Regions from separate parts of the Sus scrofa genome. Here regions 2, 3 and 4 are each linked to region 1. Evidence: chromatin contacts called from public Hi-C, HiChIP or PLAC-seq and promoter capture Hi-C data. All regions are on one chromosome and are shown on one strand. Each heading gives the region's core, a stretch centred on a gene start, on an enhancer-like site or on the middle of the called end of the contact. The rest is flanking DNA. Distances are from core to core; before and after follow the strand shown.

Region 1 (2,714 bases), core at 145-2,644:
GACATTTTCTCATGTTACAGTATTCATATATATTTTACATTTACAAAAGGAGACCATGCCATCCAAAACATTCATTTTTTTAAAAAGTAACTTACAAAACACTTGTCAGCATCTTTCCATCTGTCATTTTTTTTCAACAATAAGAACGTCTGCATACAAAACACACTACAGATAACAGGCAGTCACCACTTAAATAGTTCAACCTTTCTGAAGCCTTTCGTGCAATGTAAATATTCTCTTCCTATTTGGTATAAACATAAGACAAGCATTTACAATAAAAAAAAAACCCTACAGATTTACCCTAAAGAGTTTTAAAAGCATGTTCTTTTCTACCCTCATTTTGAAACAAGCATATATTTTCCAGATTTTTAAAAGAAATGAAAATAAAAAAAATGCGACAGGAAAACTTGAACTAGTGCCCGCTATATATCCAACTTAGTGTCCGTTCTTGCTTTTCTCTTTGCTAAGAAATAACCTGCTTCAAATAACTCGTGTCCCTAGGTTGTACTGAAAAACAAAACCAAAAGGGGTTATAGGCACCCTAACAAGTGGCTTAGACTACTGGCTGGAGACGTAGAGCCGGGACCTTCGCCTGAAGGTTGCGGTTCTCCGTGCGTGCACAGGATGCGCCGCCGGAGGGTCAAGATGCCACCCAGCAAGGCCTGAGGGCCAGCGTGGCGTTTGGGGCCAGACGCCCGGAGGGGCCGCGCAAGAACCACCGGGACGCAGCCGTCTCCATCTCCGCGCCACGCACCCGCCCCACCGCAGCCCGGCGACTAGCGGGGCTTCCCAAGCCCCGACCCCAAAGTCAGCGTTCAGAAAAAAGCCGCGGGGGGCAGAGGCAGTCTTCGCAGGGGGTGGAACTGCCTTCGGAATGGGGGAGGGGAGCGCCATCCCGCCAGAAAACGAAAGCAGGATTTCAGTTTAAAAGACGCCATCCGGTCTTCCCTGCTCTCTCCCGCAGGAAGCTGCACCCGATCGGCCCGCTCCGCCCTCACACTCACCAGTGCCCTAGGCCCGCCTAGCCATCCCAGGCGCAGCTCCGAGGCGGCGGCAGCCCAGGCGCCCGAGGGCGGGCGGAGAGGCCGCGCGGCCCTGCCCGCGGGCAGCGCCGCTCCGGCCCTCGCGCTCCCGGGCGCTCAGCGGGGCTGGCCCCACTCCCTCCCCGCGCGCCCTACGCCCAGCCCGCTAGGCCCCGGGCCTAGCTCAGAGGCCGCACTCACCGCCTCGCTCCGCGCCTGCGCCGCACACCTCCCAGGTCCGCAGAGAGGGAGGGGAGGTGACTAGGTGAGAGTCAGGGCCGGGGATCCGGCGGCGTGGCTGCAGTACATAACCGGCCTGGGAGGGACCACCGGCCTCCAGCCCCAGGGGTGGCCCGGCGGCCCGCGCCCCCTGCAGGCACCTCCGCGCCTCTGCACGTCCCTTCTGGGCGAGGGACCGCCCCTCCCGAAACAGGCGAGTGATTCCACCCTCTACAATTGCTCCCCGCCGCCCTGCCGAAGGAACTTAGGCCAGTTTGCCACCAGCCCTCCCTCCCTTCCGGAAGAAGTGGGAGAAGCTAAGCGCGCCAGCCGCCCTTTTCCCACCCAGCTCCTCCAGGGGACGTGCGAGAAAGGTCTTGCTCGGGTTAGGCAATGCGTGGGGCCGCCGCCTGTTGGGGACGAAAAGGGCAGCTGTCCACGGAACTAGAGGGTGAAACTCTTAAAAGATAGAGAGTCATTGTTAGGCTTTAGCGGGATTCCCTGACAAAAAATCTTGGTGGAATGAATGTGAAATTATAGTGGACTGGATTAAACTCCTTTTCCGACCTTGGGTTTCTAGGAGCAGATGTAGAGAGGATTAAATTAAGCATAAATAAACTTGTGAACGGGGTGTGGTCACATGTTTAATTTTTTTTGACAAGGAGTTGAGGTTAGCTCCAATTCGCAATTGGTAAAGTGAGTTTGTGAGGGTAAGAGACTAGGTTTTATTCATTTTTGTAGCTTCTGTACCGGTTCAGATAATTAAGTGAATGATGAAGCCCATAGGCATTATTGTGTGCCCAAGGTCAATCTGTCTTTTTATCCGCTCATCCACTGTGCTTTTTCTGACTACCACATATTAACCAAGCAGCCACCGTAACGAAATAATCATAGATCTCACTGATCCCTTCAACTATCTCCCAGGATATAAAGCCATACTTGAAAGAGACCAGTTTGGGATACTTAATTTTTACTGTCTCATAACTTTCATGTGTGTGCTCAGCCCAAATAAACGAATATTTACGAATGCTGGCATGGCCCGAACCAAAGACGAAGAGATTTAGAGGCATCTTTTAATCCTAGTATAGTTTATATCCGGCACGGAATTGCCAAGTTTGTGGAATTTGTAAAGAACCTTGTGTATCCTTCCCTCCTCTGAGGTAGTCAGGCTCTCTTCATCTGCTGAGGTGATAGCCACAAGGGGGCGTTAGGGAGCCATTTTTTAAGGCTTTGCCAGCAGTGGTGAAAACCATGCGCGGATCTTGGGAAGGAGATCATTTTGCCTGCCAGCGCCAATGCCTTCGTTTAACTACCGTCGTGCTCTGGCTGCATGGGACTTTTGATTTGTGCTGGCAGCTGGACATCAGCTCTTGGTTGGCTAAGCCGACTCTTCTGAGAACCAACTAGTAGAAAAGGTACACCTCAACTAAATTTAGCTTTTATTTCTTTCACCTCTCCTCCATCTGAAACAAT
Region 2 (2,700 bases), core at 144-2,643, 140 kb before region 1:
TGCAGATGTGGCTCAGATCCCAAGTTGCTGTGCTCTGGCGTAGGCCGGCAGCAACAGCTCAGATTAGACCCCTAGCCTTGGAACGTCCATATGCCCTGGGAGTGGCCCTAGAAAAGGCAAAAAGTCAAAAAAAAAAAAAAAAAAAAAAGAAAAAAAGAAAAAAGGAAAAGAAAGAAAGAAAGAAGAAAGCAGGGAGTCTGGTACATAATAGGAATTTCTTAAATAAATAACAATTTTCCTTTGCTTCCTCCTAAAAATGACAAAGCTCAAGATTTAATCATTAAAATCTATAAACAGTTACAGTTGCAAAGGACCCATTCAGGTCCCAATCAACCTTCCAGACACCCCACATTAAGAAATGAAAATTTGGGGGGGAACCCTATAATTTTATCATCCTAGTACCACAGCTGTTTCCATTTTTGTTATGGTCTGGCTTTTATACAAAGGGTCACATTTTCTCCACAGCTTCAGTCAGGGTGCATTCATCACAAAGGTACTAGAAGATTTATTCCAGGTGATAGTGGGAAGCTGCTGAAGAAGAAATGGAAGGCTGCGGAGGTGTTAAAGTTCTCTGAAGATATTGTTCAAACCTTTCTCCAGCACAGAAACTCGACAAAGAACTCCTCTGCAGTTTTCGTTACCCAGGGCTGTTTCTTTAAATTGTTTGACGTCAGAGAAGGAATGCTATAGCAACAGTCTGTCAAACTGGAATTAACTCAGAAGAAAGATGGGGGTGGGGAGAGGAAAATTGCTCCCGGGCGGTACTGACTTCAGAGGAAGCAAATTTGGTAGATGCATTCATTTTATGACATTTTAAACATAAAACACCCAGAGAAATGTGGGAAAAGTCGGTTGCATGTGATGTTTTAACTCATGCAGAGACAAGTGACTTGATGGGGTTATCTGGAAGGCCTCCTTTCATCAGTGACAATAGTAACAACTTCCAAGCATTGATTATTTATTCAGAGGTAGGCTCTGTTTAAATGTTATCTCATTAAAAATTTTAGCACCTTTATGAGGCAGATACACTATCCCTATTTCGCCGGTGAAACTAAGGCCCTGAGACGGTACAGGATCACAAAACTAGCGACATTAGAGCTGGGATTGCAGTGCAATTTTGTAAGACTCTGGGCTTCAGTTTACTCTCTTACATTTAAAATTCCAGAAATGTTAAACCTAAGCGGGACCTTGAGATCTTCTAAGTCAGCCCCCCTGCCCTACCCTCAAGCAAACTGAGGCCTGTACTGTGCCGGGAAGGAAAACTGGCCAACCCACTTGGGCGCTACTCAGAAGTGTGCTCCGTCGTCCAGGCGCTGCACCAAGAAAACGAAACTGCCTGGGAATTAATGTTTTTCTTCTCCTTCTAGCAGGAAACGAGATAGAAAATAGGAAGCAGAAGCTGTGCGCAGCGCCAGCTGCCTTCGCCCCCTGCCCAGGCCGCGCACGCTCAGGGGTCTGCGCGCGCCCGCGCCGCGTCCCCGCGGGACCCGCGCGCCTCGTGCCTCGCGCCTCGCGCCTCAAGCCACGTCCCCGCCCCGGCCCCGCGCGCCGCAGAGTTGGCTGCTGGGCGGCGCGGGCCTGGGTGTGGTCGGCGGATCTCCGCGGCGTTGGTCTCGGCGGTGCGCTGCGCTGCGCTCCGCACGCCCGGTCCGTGCGCCAGGAGCTGCGAGGCGCCCAGCCGACCCTCGGACGCCGGGTCCAAGCCGGCCCGAGCTCCCTCCAGGTAGGCGGCTGCCGCGCAAGCTGCGGCTGGTCGGTGCGCCCCGCGGGGGCATCTCGGGCTTCCTGCAGGGGGGCGTGAGGCGCCGCGAGGCTGCCCCGGCGGAACTCGGCCCTGGAGGCGGCCCGGGTCCGGCAGAGTTCCTCCTGACCCGAGGATTGGGAGCTCCGGTCGGCGAACCCTGCCTGGGAGGACGGGGCGGGCGCGCCTCGGTGGCGCTCTAGTGCAGGGACCGGCCGTTTGGCCGCAGCTTCGGACACTTCCTAGGCCCTTGGGACCGCTCGCTCTGGGCAGCGAGGGGGTGAGCCATGGTCCCTGGGCTTTCGACCCCTAGGTGCCTCTCCGCACCCCGAGGTCCCTTCGGGGCACTGGAACGCGAGCTGGTGTTTGTCCTGAGGATAGCGATTATTCAGGGCTGCCCAAAAGGGTTATTGGGTCGAGAGCCCTGGGAGAGCTCATAAAAGTTCTCCACTGAGTGCTAAAAATGAGTCCATTAGTTTCGTGTTAAATTTATTTTGGAAATATGATGCACAGTAAGGGGGGGTGTTAAGAATTTTGAATACTTTTAAGTTCAACACATGATAAAATGTTTTCCTTTTCTCTCCACGTTCTTTTTCTGCTTCAGAACACAAATAATTTCCTTGTGCTTTGATATTTATTGCTCTTCCGTCGGTAAAGGAAGATAGAATTCCCAAAAGTTTAAAAACAGGCTTAAATTTGTTTATAGAAGCAGTTTGTTATTTTGCATCTCTCTCTTCCCTTTTTTCCTACTCCTTCCCTTTCTCTTTTAATAAAGGGTGTGGACGCATCTTTCTCCCTCCACTGGCAGAATAGCTCGGTCTGTGAATTAGCACCCTACTGGAAAGTTTTCTTAAGACATTCGGCATTGAATTGTTGATTAGAACGCTTTACTATCGGTCCATCTTAGTGTTGCAAACTGAGATTGTGACCTTTAAGTGTGTCTTTTAGAACAGAAACAG
Region 3 (2,709 bases), core at 95-2,594, 230 kb before region 1:
CACCTGAGACTCAAGCTTCATTTCAAAACTACTAAGAACTTTAAAAACCTTATTTTCATATCCTACCTATAAAACCTCTTCAGAAACAATATCCTTACTAAACACAACAACAAGACCAACATTTTGGGTTAGGAAATCATATAACTCAGTGCTTCACCTAGGTATCTTGCAAAAAAACGGAGGCTCTAATTCAGTATTTTCTAAAGAGCTTACAAGTGAAGCTGATGCTATTGATCTTTGGCTCATACTTTGAGTAGCAAGTGTAGCATTACCCCCCCTTAACCTTCACAATCATCCCAATGGGTAGGAATTTTCATTCCACAAACGAATCGTCTGAAGTTGGGAAAAGTTAAACAACTTGCCCAAGGCAAAGAGTTTAATAAAAAGTGAGGCTGATATTACAACCCAGGTGGATGTAAGCCCCAGCCCGCGGAAATCTTTCACTATACCGCGCACCCCACTCATTCTTAAATTACCCATATCTCTATACTAACCCTGAGCAGACCCGCCCACGAATAACTCTGGAGAATCCACAGTCAACATATATGCAGGAGTTATTGAAAGGTGAGGCAGCATGAGTGCGGAGCGCGGACGGAGAGGAGGCTGCGTCCGGAGTGGCCGCCACTCCTCCAATCAGTTCCAACCCTCGCGGCTCGCTTTGCCATCTCCCCGACGCCGCGAAAACCCGCGGTCCACACTAGCTAACTGCCGGGACCTCCCAAGTTTAAACACGCAAGCACGCACACCCCAACAGAGCCGACTGCCTGAGAAGAGCCCCTGAGCCGGCCAATCCAGTCGCGGCTCGCCGGGCCGGGCCCCCGAGGGGAGCTGTCCGCCCAGCCCCGGGGCGGCGTGCACCCCCAAAAACCGGTTCCCCGGCGGGCGGAAACTGGAAGAGGCCCCAGGGGGCGGCGACTCCGGGCGCCCGGGGCGATCGTGGAGCCGGGTGGGCTCCGGGGGCGGGCAAAGCGCGGGGCGGGGATGGGGCGGGGAGGCCGGGGTCCCGAGAGGGGGAGACCGGAAGGGCCGCCGGGGAGGGGAGGGGAGGGGAGGGCTGGGGGCGGCGGTTACGAACCCCACACGCTAAAAAGGCGCGCTCTCGAGCAGCCGCACTCACTCACCTCCCCCGTACACCCCGCCGCTCATGGCTGCTGTTGACGCGACTCCTACGCTAAAGGACACCAGGCGAAGCGACCGCAACCGCCGCGACTACAGATCCGGAGACGCTCTAGCCCCCGACCCTCTTAACTTCCACCGCCACCCCCCTCAGGCAACAAAGCGGCGTCCACACACCCCGGAGCGCAGTCACACTTGCTGGCTCCCCTTAGCAGCCAATCACAAGAGGCCCGGCTATATTTCAACCAATAAGAACGAGGCTCTGCCGCGCTCCCCGTCGCGGCACAGCCAGTTTAGCCAATTGAAAACAGCCATGGGGGCGGGGAGAATGGAAAGCGACGGAAGGAGAGGAGTTGAGTTGCGGAACTGGGGGGGGCGGAGCTTCCCGAAAGGGCCCGAGAGTGGGGCGGAGGGAGCGGGAGAGGGAGGAGGCAGGCTGTCGGCAAGAGTATGGGGCCGGACCAGGGGGTGAGGCTGCGCGTGGAGGAGCGGTGGGAATCCGGCAAATCCAGATAAACCTCTAGAAGGGGGTCTGGAATCCTCTCCATGCGATAGTTCCGACGGCTTTGGATATTGGTGAATGAAGAATTTTTTTAAAGCTATTTTCAACGAATTTATGTTGAAAATATTAACGTGCCATGCGCCAGTTTGGGGTAGGGAGAATCTGTAAATCGGACAAACCGATAGGACCGTGAAGTTTTTTAAATGGTTATGAATAGTTGAAAGAAGGGAATGATACAGTATCCCGCTAAATTTAGGTAGCACTTTACAAGTTGTTTTTCAAAGTGTCATAAATTTCTTTTATCCTCTGAGCCAGGTGTAAAGCAATATAGTCAATCCTCCTCCAAGCGATCACCTAATCCTAAATACATCTCCAACCTGTCTATTTCTACTGGTACAGATCACCGTTGTCGCTCCTCTGGATTACTACAATAACTTGTCGCCTTGCCCTTTTAGCCATTTTGCAGGCGGCTTGATTTATGAAAATACCCAAAGCATGGTCATGTCGCTCCAGCTAAAATTCTTAAGATCAGTTGTATGTCTTCATGGTTCTTGGTCTGCCTAGAGTCTAGACATATAGGTACCTCTTATCTTAAGAACAGTTGAATAAAGCCGCATCAGTCTCAGTGCCAGCAGCAAGGCTGAAAGTGATAGTAGGGTGGGGAACAAGGTTAGGGAGAAAACCCTTCCCTATTTACTTAGTGTAATGGCAGTATACCTGATCATTTAGAAATTCCCGTTTACCCAATGAGACAATGCAGAAGTCAGCAAACTATGGCCCCAGGGCCAAATCCAGACTACTTTGTTTTTGTGTGGCTGTTGAGCTATTAATGACTGTTCCAGTTAAAAAAAAATTAATAATTTTAAGAAAAATATTTCGTGACGTGAAAATTATGTAAAATTCACATTTATCTAATGATAAGCTGTTTTACTGGAATATGTTTGTGGCTGCTTTTTTGTCTGAAGGGCAGTGTTGAGTTTTAGTACAGAGGCCATAGCTGGAGGCTATATTTACTATTGGATCACTTATAGGGAGAGTTTCCTGACCCCAGTGACAATGCATGTAACACATCTAACACATCTAGTACCATG
Region 4 (2,700 bases), core at 139-2,638, 220 kb after region 1:
CCCTGCCCTCGCTCAGTGGTTTAAGGATCTGGCATTGCCCTGAGCTGTGGTGTAGGTTGAAGATGTGGCTGGGATCCCACGTTACTGTGGCACTGGTGTAGGCCGGCGGCTACAGCTCCGATTAGACCCCTAGCCTGGGAACCTCCATATGCCACGGGAAGCGGCCGTAGAAAAGGGGGAAGAAAAAAAAAAAAAAAACTGGACTATTTAAAAACAATGTGGTCATTTAAAAATTTGGCACAAAGTACGTATACATAAACAGAAGCTTAGTTCAGAAAAACTCTTGTTTTCTACCTAGGCATGATGAATTACACTGCACAAATAGCCTGTGTACATTAGCAGTGGTTGCGATTTTTAAAGCATCATTGTATATATTAAGTTATTTCTAGAAAACACTCTATTTGGTTTGTTGGTGATAGTATTGGATGGCGTGCTTCAGCCAAAGAAAAAGCCTCAATTTGCTGCAGTAGTTTGCCTACAACTATTAGGACACATCTTGCTGTATGTAGATCTCCTTGACATTTTAATTAATTATTAAAAAATAAACACAACTTGTGAATGTACTTAATATCACTGAACTGAACATTTAAAATGGTGAAAATGATAAATTTATGTTATGTATATTTTACCCCCCCTCCCAGAAAATATTCTTATTGTATTCTTATTGGAGAATTTACTAGTTAATACCATTTTAGAGCTGGAATTCTCTCGACTCATCTCTCAGTGTCGTCCCTGAAAGCGTTGAGGTTTACTATGAGAGGATGTGACATTTTAGTCTTAAATGTCTCTTCCTGGTCTTTTCTGTCTTGCAGGTGAGGCTGAGGGGACGGGGAGCAGCGCGAGCAAGAGAAAGTCATCTCTATCTTGCCAGCTTTGGGTGCTGGGGAGGGTGTGTGTGTGTGTGTGTGTGTGTGTGTGTTTCTCGAGTCGGAGGGTGGGGGGAATTCTTATGTGATTGGAATTCTTTATCCTGGAAGAAGGTGCAGTTTCAAGGTTCTGCCGCAGGAGTTTAAAGGATCCTGGATATTTTGGCAGCTCCTCTCAGTCGCCTGAGCCGGCAATCAGCAGACTGAAGGCGGGGCTGGAATGAAAACAGTTGGGATCTCAATGACTGGAGGTGAAAGTTGCAAAAACTCTGTTCAGGTTTCTGCTCTGTATCAACTTTCCAGGTTATATGATAAACAGCTTTTAGGGTCCGCGGTGGTGTATCAGCCCTCTGACTTGTGCCTTTGTTCCTCAGTGCCCCTGCGCTCACAGTCCCCGCACATGCCCAGCGCGCACCGCACCCGCCCGGGATGCTGGAGCCGCTGCCGCCGCCGCTACTGCGGCCGTCGCCTGGCCTGCTCCACCAAGGACATGCGCACTGGCGACGCCGGGCCGGCGCCTTCAGTCTCCTCCTCCGCCGCCTCCCGGTTCCGCAGTCACTTCCTGCAGCTGTTTCCCTGTGGGTCCGGTAGCACTGACTTTTGACAGTCAGCCTTCAGCTGCGGAGGGGGCTTGCCTGGGCCAGCTGAGAAAGTTGCGCGGAGGGAGGCAGAGTTGAACCCGGCGGAGACGAACCAGGCAGATTCGAGCGCGCAGGACGGACGGCGGCGGGTGGCCGGGGAAGACGCGGCGCCTAGACTCCGTCGAGTCCCGGGGGTTCCGGTAAGTGCGGGGTATCGCGAGCCTCGGGGAATATAGGACGAGCCCAGAAGCTAAGGGACTAGCGGTTCCTTTCCGGTGCGGTCTTTCCACCTGTGCTCCACGTGACAGGTTTGCGCTGCTTTTATTTATCTGGTTGTTTTTAAGCATTTCACGTGTACTGTTTGGATCATCTAGGCGTGCAGCTGCCTTGGCCCTCGAGCTTGCCCCCGCCCCGTGGGAGACCGGGGATTCCATCTTTCGTGATGGCATCCTTATGGGATTGAGGTGCGTGCGTGTGAATGTATGTGTGTGTGCGCGCTTCTGTATTATGCATGCACATTTTAGGAATGTAGGGTATATGTGGGCGATACTGAAGTACATGTAGCTTTGATTCCAATATGTGAAAGGTTCCCTAGGATTAGGAACCGTCGTAGCTGAGACTGGAAAACATTCGCCAATTCACCCAGGCCTTTTCTCCCCCAGATTCTTGCGTTCTTTTGGGTCTTCTTTATGCGATGTACCTTACCTCAACTAATTATTTTTCTATTTTCCTCTTTCTCATTCCTTCTCTCTGCCTTCTGATGACCTCTGAATAATGCTCACCGTCTTTCCCTCATTTCCAGAATTTCCAGTTACAGACTTCCCTAGTTTGCTGAGGGTGCTGGTAACCTGTTTCTTTATTGTGTTCTCTTTCCTCAGAAGATTTTTCCGAATGAGAAAGTGGTTGTCTTTAATACAGTATGTGAAGAGTAGGCCCCAGTCTGATCATTATAACTATGCTATGATCTTTCGTTTTCCTTAAACAGGGTACTCTGTGAAGCTTTGGTTTTCTTTATTGTTCCTTCAATCCCTTCCACACCGGGTCATTAACCATCGTAAGTCCTTCATTTATGCCACTTTAAGCGTCAAATTGAACGGCTTTTATGATCTGAGGAATATTTTATTTATATCATTCATCAAGTTAGTTTCTTTTAATCTAATGCAGTAGTTGAACACAGCCGCATTTGCTTTGAGTCTCTTTATGTTCCACCATTCGTGCTTTCGTTTTACTACAGAAGGCTTCGTTTTACTACT

What was found. Promoter capture Hi-C pulls out the DNA fragments that hold promoters and counts their contacts. Hi-C and Micro-C count contacts between places; a contact is called where the count stands out from the background. HiChIP or PLAC-seq counts read pairs in DNA pulled down with a chosen protein or histone mark.
Region 2: an H3K27ac HiChIP or PLAC-seq map of alveolar macrophages shows a contact between it and region 1. The contact joins the promoter of GNB4 here to the promoter of ZNF639 in region 1. A contact is called at or near these places in 2 of 47 Hi-C or Micro-C datasets (embryonic fibroblasts and heart right ventricle) and 1 of 2 datasets of contacts at active chromatin or transcription factors (alveolar macrophages).
Region 3: a contact with region 1 is called in a Hi-C map of skeletal muscle, with 7 times the contacts expected there. The contact joins the promoter of ACTL6A here to the promoter of ZNF639 in region 1. A contact is called at or near these places in 2 of 5 promoter capture datasets (fetal liver and liver), 13 of 47 Hi-C or Micro-C datasets (alveolar macrophages, embryonic fibroblasts, fetal liver and 7 more) and 2 of 2 datasets of contacts at active chromatin or transcription factors (alveolar macrophages and skeletal muscle).
Region 4: a contact with region 1 is called in a promoter capture Hi-C map of fetal liver, with 4 times the contacts expected there. The contact joins the promoter of ZMAT3 here to the promoter of ZNF639 in region 1. A contact is called at or near these places in 1 of 5 promoter capture datasets (fetal liver), 5 of 47 Hi-C or Micro-C datasets (embryonic fibroblasts, heart right ventricle, liver and 1 more) and 2 of 2 datasets of contacts at active chromatin or transcription factors (alveolar macrophages and skeletal muscle).

Annotation. Positions count from the first base shown.
Region 1 is chr13:117,369,222-117,371,935 of Sscrofa11.1, reverse strand. It overlaps ZNF639 (zinc finger protein 639), which reads right to left and starts at 1,394. Exons shown (of 7, transcript NM_001244656.1): 1 at 1,371-1,394; 2 at 1,224-1,306. It overlaps KCNMB3 (calcium-activated potassium channel subunit beta-3), which reads left to right and starts at 1,630. Exons shown (of 4, transcript XM_021069862.1): 1 at 1,630-2,656.
Region 2 is chr13:117,512,080-117,514,779 of Sscrofa11.1, reverse strand. It overlaps GNB4 (guanine nucleotide-binding protein subunit beta-4), which reads left to right and starts at 1,393. Exons shown (of 10, transcript XM_021069860.1): 1 at 1,393-1,723.
Region 3 is chr13:117,597,050-117,599,758 of Sscrofa11.1, reverse strand. It overlaps ACTL6A (actin-like protein 6A), which reads right to left and starts at 1,344. Exons shown (of 14, transcript XM_003132545.5): 1 at 1,122-1,344. The coding sequence starts at 1,146.
Region 4 is chr13:117,146,327-117,149,026 of Sscrofa11.1, reverse strand. ZMAT3 (zinc finger matrin-type protein 3) reads left to right here and starts at 1,388. Exons shown (of 7, transcript XM_021069855.1): 1 at 1,388-1,647; 2 at 1,822-1,911.